Linked DNA regions of Macaca fascicularis: region 1 is linked to region 2. Evidence: chromatin contacts called from public Hi-C data. All regions are on one chromosome and are shown on one strand. Each heading gives the region's core, a stretch centred on a gene start, on an enhancer-like site or on the middle of the called end of the contact. The rest is flanking DNA. Distances are from core to core; before and after follow the strand shown.

Region 1 (3,330 bases), core at 511-3,010, 540 kb before region 2:
GTGATTTGGAAGGTTTCGCTGGGGTTGCCCAGATGTTGATGAATAAATAAGAAATGCATTAAAAAAAAAAAAAAAAAGTGTGTGTTGGGGGTGGTGAGAGTGTGACTCGAGCGCTCTCTTCTGCCCGCCCCGTCCTTTCCAAAGAAACGTGCTCATGATGGGGTGACCTAATTACATCGCAATGGAACTCAATCTTAGCCACACCAGCACCGGGTTTCGTAACAGACTCGGCGGCCTCGAGTGCTGGGAAGAAACGTGCGAGGGCCGAGGGGGCGGCGGGGCCCGCGTGGAAATCGGAAAAAAGCGCAGCCCTGCGACTTCCGCCCGGGTCATCACACCAGCACTCGGGCCAAGGCGCAAGGGGCGGGTGGGGGACACGATAACTTTTTATTTGGGTGGGTGGCATCCAAACCTAACAGTATATATTTTATCATTTTCAAGGGAGTCATGCTCCATTGCGGGCCCTTCGGTTTCGTGGCTCCCATGCCCCCCACTCCACCTCCCGCCAAAACGGCGCAGCGTGACAAGCCATACGTTCCACTCCCGTGGGGGCGAGAGAGAAGTAACAAGTTTAAAGTGCCGTCTCCGTCCACCTCTTTACCTTCATTCTTACCAAAGTAACCTTTTTTCATTGTTCTAGAGTCTTGAGGTGTGTGGGGGGAGGATGGAGGAGGAGGGAGGGTTGTGGCGCCGCCTAGAATTCAGAGCGCGCGTGGAAAGTAGTGAGTTAGTTGCTCGGTGGGCTTTTTCTGGGAGGAAGGGGCATTCAGGAAGGATTAGGGTTTTCTTGACTAAAGTATAAAGATTGGATGCGTGAAAAGAAACGCCACGCCTAGGCCTGGTAAAACAATCGGCCCTGGTTGTGGTCTTTTTTTGCGACCCCCCCCACCCGCCCACACCCGGAGAGCGCCGGCTGCAAAGCGAGCGCGAGTATCGACGCGTGCGGCGCGCTAAACTGTGCCGCGCTCGCCCCCGCCAGGCCGTGTCCTCCTGGGGGAAAAAGTTTCCCTATTCCCCCCCGCACCGCGCCCCACCCTACGCCCCGCTGGAAAAAAAAACAGCAACATAAAATCCTAGACTTGAACGTTCTGTGCGTCCCAAATTTCTAATGTCCTCGGCCTGCCGGGTTTGCGGAGGGGAGGCGAGTGTAGAAGAGAAGTCGGGAAAAGGTAAGTTGTGCAGACACTTGGGGAAGTTTCAAGGGGATCACCAGCTCAAGATGGAAACCACGGACCGGGCGCTAAGGACGGGCTTCAGCTCCCGCTGGCAAAAAGAGAAAGTCGAGCCTGCCTTCCTGCCCAACAAAAAACAACAACACGACAACAAGAACCCCGGAGGGAGTGGAATGAGTGACGTCACAGCCGCGCTCTGAGGCTGACAAAGGAGGGGGCGCGCCCCTCCCGCTCTGCGCCCGCGCAGCCCCGGAGAGGGGCGCCTGAAGCGCGGGGTAGGGAAGTCAGCCGACTCGAAACTTTTCCTCTTTAAGAAAAAAAAAAGTTGTGCGCGGCTCGGAGTGGGTTTTTTTTTTTTTTTTTTTTCCGCCTTCTTTTCTCGTCTCCCCTCCCCCTTCTTCCTTTTGAAAGTTTCTTCTCCTCCCCCTGCCCCCCCCCTCCCCGCCTGACCGCATGGCTGATTCAACTCCAGTGTCAATCAACTTCTTTTTCCTCCTCTTCCTCATTTAAATAAGTTTAAAGCTCCTCCTCCCCCCGGCCCACCAAATCTGAAACTTTATAAATTGGGCTTTGCGCGCCCCAGCCCCGGAGTCAGAAAGGCGAGGGGCGCCGGGAACTGGCGTGTGGGACTCCAGACAGGAGAGGCTGCGCCTTCCCCGCATCGGGACCTTCGCGACACACCAGATCCTCGCCCCTGGCCCGCGCGAGCGCACAGAATGACCACCACCCTCGTGTCTGCCACCATCTTCGACTTGAGCGAAGTTTTATGCAAGGTAAAGGGGGGCGGAGCGTTTGCTTTTCAAAAAGTCTTTTTCTTTTGCCTTAAAATATAATCCCCAAAAGTTTGGGTCTTGGAAGGCAGTGGGGTAGGTGGTGCAGCGAGATGATTCTTTTCTCCTCCCGCATTTCTCCCAAGTTTGAAGGAATTTGGCCTCGTCCTTCCCACCCTTTGAGTTTCAACAGTTCCTGGCGGGGATTACATGTGAATCTGGAGGCCAGGGTTTTGAGGGGCGAAGTTTGCCTGGCAGGGCAGCCCGGAGGCCTCGGGGGGAGGGCTGAGATTGGGACAAGTTTTGGGCGATTCTTTTTTACGTAACGTGCTGCTGGATCCCAGGTTCGCTGGTCTGATCGGGTTCCCAGTGTGCGTCCTAGGTCTGTCCAGCAGCATTACCCACCCGTGGGGTTGGGAGTGGGAGATCCCTCGGGGAAGTGAGTCTCGGGACGTTGTTTTCCTCCACTCTTTGCGGGGTGCTGGGGCTATGCGAGGAAGAAAGGCCAAGTTGTGATTCAAAAAGATGTTGCAGAACAAGTTTGCAGTGGGGCTTGAGTCCGCCCTAGCTCCGTTGGGCTTCTTCCCGCGATAGCCGATCGTGCAGCAAACTTTGGGGTGAAAGAGGCATTCAGGTTGACCCGCTTACCTGTGTTGCAGAGGCATTGCGGTTCGTCGATTGCGGCGGGGGGTGGGGGGAGGATGGGGGGGAGGATGGGGGGGCGGGTGGCGACGAAATGCTGGCTTGAACTCAAGAGTCCCGCGAGTAAGGATTTAATGGGGGCCTCCTTAAAACATGTTGCTTGTCAGCCAGTGTTGAAAAAGCAAGTTTTAAGCTCGGAATGTTCCAGGACTGCGGTTTAAATATACATAGCAAAAGCCTACGGATGTTGTTAAATTTCTTTCCAACCTCCCCCTCCCAATTTGAAAGGGTGAAGCTGCTGGGCTACTTTTTAATTGCTGAAGTGTTCTGCCTTCTCTTAACACGTCGGGTCATGTTGCTCTGTTTTCCCAGCTTGCTGCTCCTGTTGGTGCAGCTGCCAACGCCCCAGGGCTTCAGGGTTGGGGTGCAGGGACGCCGAGGAGCTGAAGAGTAACTTTAAAAAAGTTTGAATTTTTCAGCTTCCTTCCTTCCCTGCACATTCCCAAACTCCACTTGCCGGCCCGGCTGCCAGAGCTCCCCAACACTTCTTCCTTCTTTTCTCGACTCTCCTGGCTCTTTGATCTATTTCTTTCTTTGGCCCCCTCCCCCCTCAGGACTTTTTAAATGAACCTCATTGTTGGGAACCAGCTCTCCACTGGGTTCCTGTAATCCTCTCGGTGGGGTGGTTGCAGTTACAGATTCCCGGTCCCCCCCTGCTGATCCTAAGGGACCAACATTAGAATTTG
Region 2 (3,164 bases), core at 18-2,517:
TCAGGAAATAGTTTTTCATTTCCATTCCTGCACTAACTAGCAATGTAACTTTAAGCAATTTCAGTTTCCGAATGGGCAATAAGTCAGGGGTAAACAAAATAACCATGCCTTCCAGTTCTATGATGACAAGTTGTTGTTCTGCTTTTGATAGCAAAATTTAAAGAAAATTCAAAATCAGTGATAGACTAGCTATAATGTAATTTTCAGAAATGTCCTACAAGTTATATAAATTTTCAGTCACAGGATAGAAAAGACAGCATTAGGTGAGATGGCCACTGTAGCATGGGTGTGTTTGTGTCCTTTATCAGAACTTAGAGCTGCTCAGAAACCACTGCGGGCTAAAACAAACAGGCTGCAAGAAAGTGCTTACCCAGCCACCTACCTGGCCTTTCAAAATTGCAAAGAAAGACTACTTCCACTTAGCTCTGAAAACACCCTTTGCTCTTTTTAGTAATATTTTTAACAATGCCAAGAAAAGAACTCTATTTATCCAGATTTCCTCTCTCCTTAGAAATGTCAACATTGCTCGGGAGTACAGCAAAAAACAGCCTGGAGTTTTCATGATGTGAATGTGAGACCAAAGTCACACTGTGGAGAGATTAAACTTGGAACACGATTGCCAGTAAAGAAGATAACTCATGCCTAGAAAAAGCCCAGCTGGTGACTTCTGTTACAGAATTCACAACCACACTGGGTTCACAAGCCCTTCTTCCCATATGGAAGCCCCCTTTTCTTAAATGTCCCAGATTCTCTCTCCTTTAGGTTGATGGCAGTGCCTCTTCTCATAAAAGTGCTCAGCTTTGCTCCATCTCCCTGGTTTGTACAAACCCTGGCATATTTTGGCCTGGAAGATTTAGTCCTTTTCTTTCTCCTGTCTACTGGAACTTCTACCCTCTTTTGTCTAAAAGATTTTTTTTTCAAGTCTTTCCAATAATCTGCTGGAGGCCACAGAGACAGATCTAATCATGGTTCTCATCAATCTTTCTCCGCTGGCCAAACAGAGCCAGGAGGCTACATGGAAGGATGCTGAATTCTTTTTTCTCCCTCAAAATGTACTTCTGTTCAGGGAGTTCGGGCCCACTGTGTGTTCCTGGGAGCTAACATTTCCTGGGGAATGTTTAGGGATTTCACATTTACCCTAAACAAAATAACATATAAAACTTTAAGTCTAAATTCCACAGAGCTTTTTAAAAGGAGGGGCCTTGTCTCTCCTTGGCTTACAGCAGCCCTGAAGGCTTGCTGTATCTCATTCATTTTGGCCATTTTCCAGAGCAGCTGACAAACTGAAAATAAGCACACTGCTCTCTCCCCTCCTTCACTCCCCACACTACCTTCCCCTGCTCCTGACAACCACCACTCCTCACACACACAGATCCATGAGGGTCAGGCTCGTTCTCAGAATAATGTAGAGGTGAACACCACCTCCACCTCATTGCTCAGACTTTAATACGGATCTTGAACAGTCTTGGTTTGGGATTTCAAATGTAAGTCATTCTTGGCCTAAATCAGATTGTGGGATTAGAGCCCTATTCAAACTTGTGAGAGCAGGAATTCGCCTTTTAGGGATATGTGTCTAAAGTCATAAATCGCCTTGGAGACATGCCCACCTCCACTTCTAAACTGCCTCTGAGTCTCCGTCCTTTTAGATAAGCAACAGGAAAAGAGATATAAGGTAACTTATGTTGCATGATTTGAACCAAATATTGGAGGCAGGCCTCTCTGTTCTTGGGAAGCTCTGGTGGAAAGCTGACTTGAAAGGAGGATGTAACAAAGCATCACACAGTAGCAGATCCTACCAATATCATACAAATCTAAGTGACAGGCTTCCAGTAGGAACCCAGGGCCCCAACATAAGGCACCACTTCCATGTATTACTAATACATCATGAATCTGATCAACCACAGTTGCAAGTCTATTTGACTCAGAATTTAGCAGCAGCTCCAGTTCCCCAAATTAGTGAGGAGAAGATAGGCATTCAGCTTACAAAGTTTTCCAATAAGAACCACTATCTTTGAAGTACACCCCAATTTGTTGGACCCCACCATGGCTGGGCCCCCTCTAGATCACAATACAAACTCCTAGACCAGGACAGGGCCTAACTGGTCTGGAGGAGATGGAGGAGACAATGAGGACATAGATCATGGTTTTGCCTAGATGTTTTCCCCTTGGTATCAATCAACATATCTGAGCTAGTTAGTGTTAGGGCATTCTTTAACCTTCCTTCCAAAAGAAACATCATGGGCCTTTTCTACCATGCCATTCATCTACCCAAATGTTAGGACATTATTTTCTTTATGAAGTATGTGATTAATTGCCAAGACAACACCTGTGTCTTGCCATTTTTGTTATGGGAAAGTCTAACAAATCCATGTACAAGACTACCCAGAAATTACCCACCCAGGGGCTTGGAATGCAGTGTGACCAAAGGCATTTCCAGAGAGCTCACAGGACACAATGGCCATGCATGGGTGGATTTGCTGGATGGATCAGATAAACCAGCCACAACTTTTCCATCTTTTGTTTCGATTCCTTCCACTAGATTGGCCTTGTTACCAATACCGATGCCAAGACTACCAATTGCTTGCAACAAAGAATTGTTGTTAACCCCTATCCACTGTTTCATTCACTCTAATTATTTTCTAACAGTACAATGGCTTCAAAAAGCCTCCAACTGTCCAGCAGACACTATGGGCCAGAGGAATCACTGAACACAAGCAGCCTATCAATAGAAGACAATACTGAAGCAGCTTCTGTCTGGATGTTTGCTCCATCTTCTCTGAAACAATGGGAGAGAGAGCTCAGGAGAATAAAAAGGAAGTCCTGCCCTACAGATCTATTGTTTGTCTGCCAATGCTGTATCTGTTCCAAGTTCTTGGGCGTATCCTTCACCACTCCCAAATACAGGAAAAAGCCTCGATTTCCTAGGAAATGCAGCTTCTATGTTTTTGATGAATTCTTATTGTACCCAAATCAGACTTCAGTGAGGATTCCCGTTAAGATTTTTTTTTTCACTCCTAAGGTCAAATATATCTTATATAGTAAATAGGCCATTGGACTAATTCACGGCAACAATAACAATACAAATAGATCTTTCTATTAACATTTTAGATGGCAGCATAGAGCCCACTAGCATATCAGTGGTTGTTTTTGTTTGTTTGTTTTTT

Evidence for each region. A called contact is a pair of places that touch in the nucleus more often than the background predicts.
Region 1: a Hi-C map of liver shows a contact between it and region 2, with 3 times the contacts expected there. The contact joins the promoter of ZFP36L1 here to the enhancer-like site in region 2. A contact is called at or near these places in 2 of 2 Hi-C or Micro-C datasets (liver and skeletal muscle).

What each region holds. Positions count from the first base shown.
Region 1 is chr7:136,682,792-136,686,121 of T2T-MFA8v1.1, reverse strand. ZFP36L1 (ZFP36 ring finger protein like 1) reads left to right here and starts at 1,760. Exons shown (of 2, transcript XM_045396605.2): 1 at 1,760-1,945. The coding sequence starts at 1,889.
Region 2 is chr7:136,140,169-136,143,332 of T2T-MFA8v1.1, reverse strand. The region is part of intron 8 of RAD51B (RAD51 paralog B); the gene reads right to left. Among named protein-coding and RNA genes, the nearest start is that of RAD51B, 420 kb to the right of the region's middle. Within about 2 kb of position 1,267, at least 1 of the 6 cell types and tissues checked has an H3K27ac peak or open chromatin away from gene starts, as enhancers often do.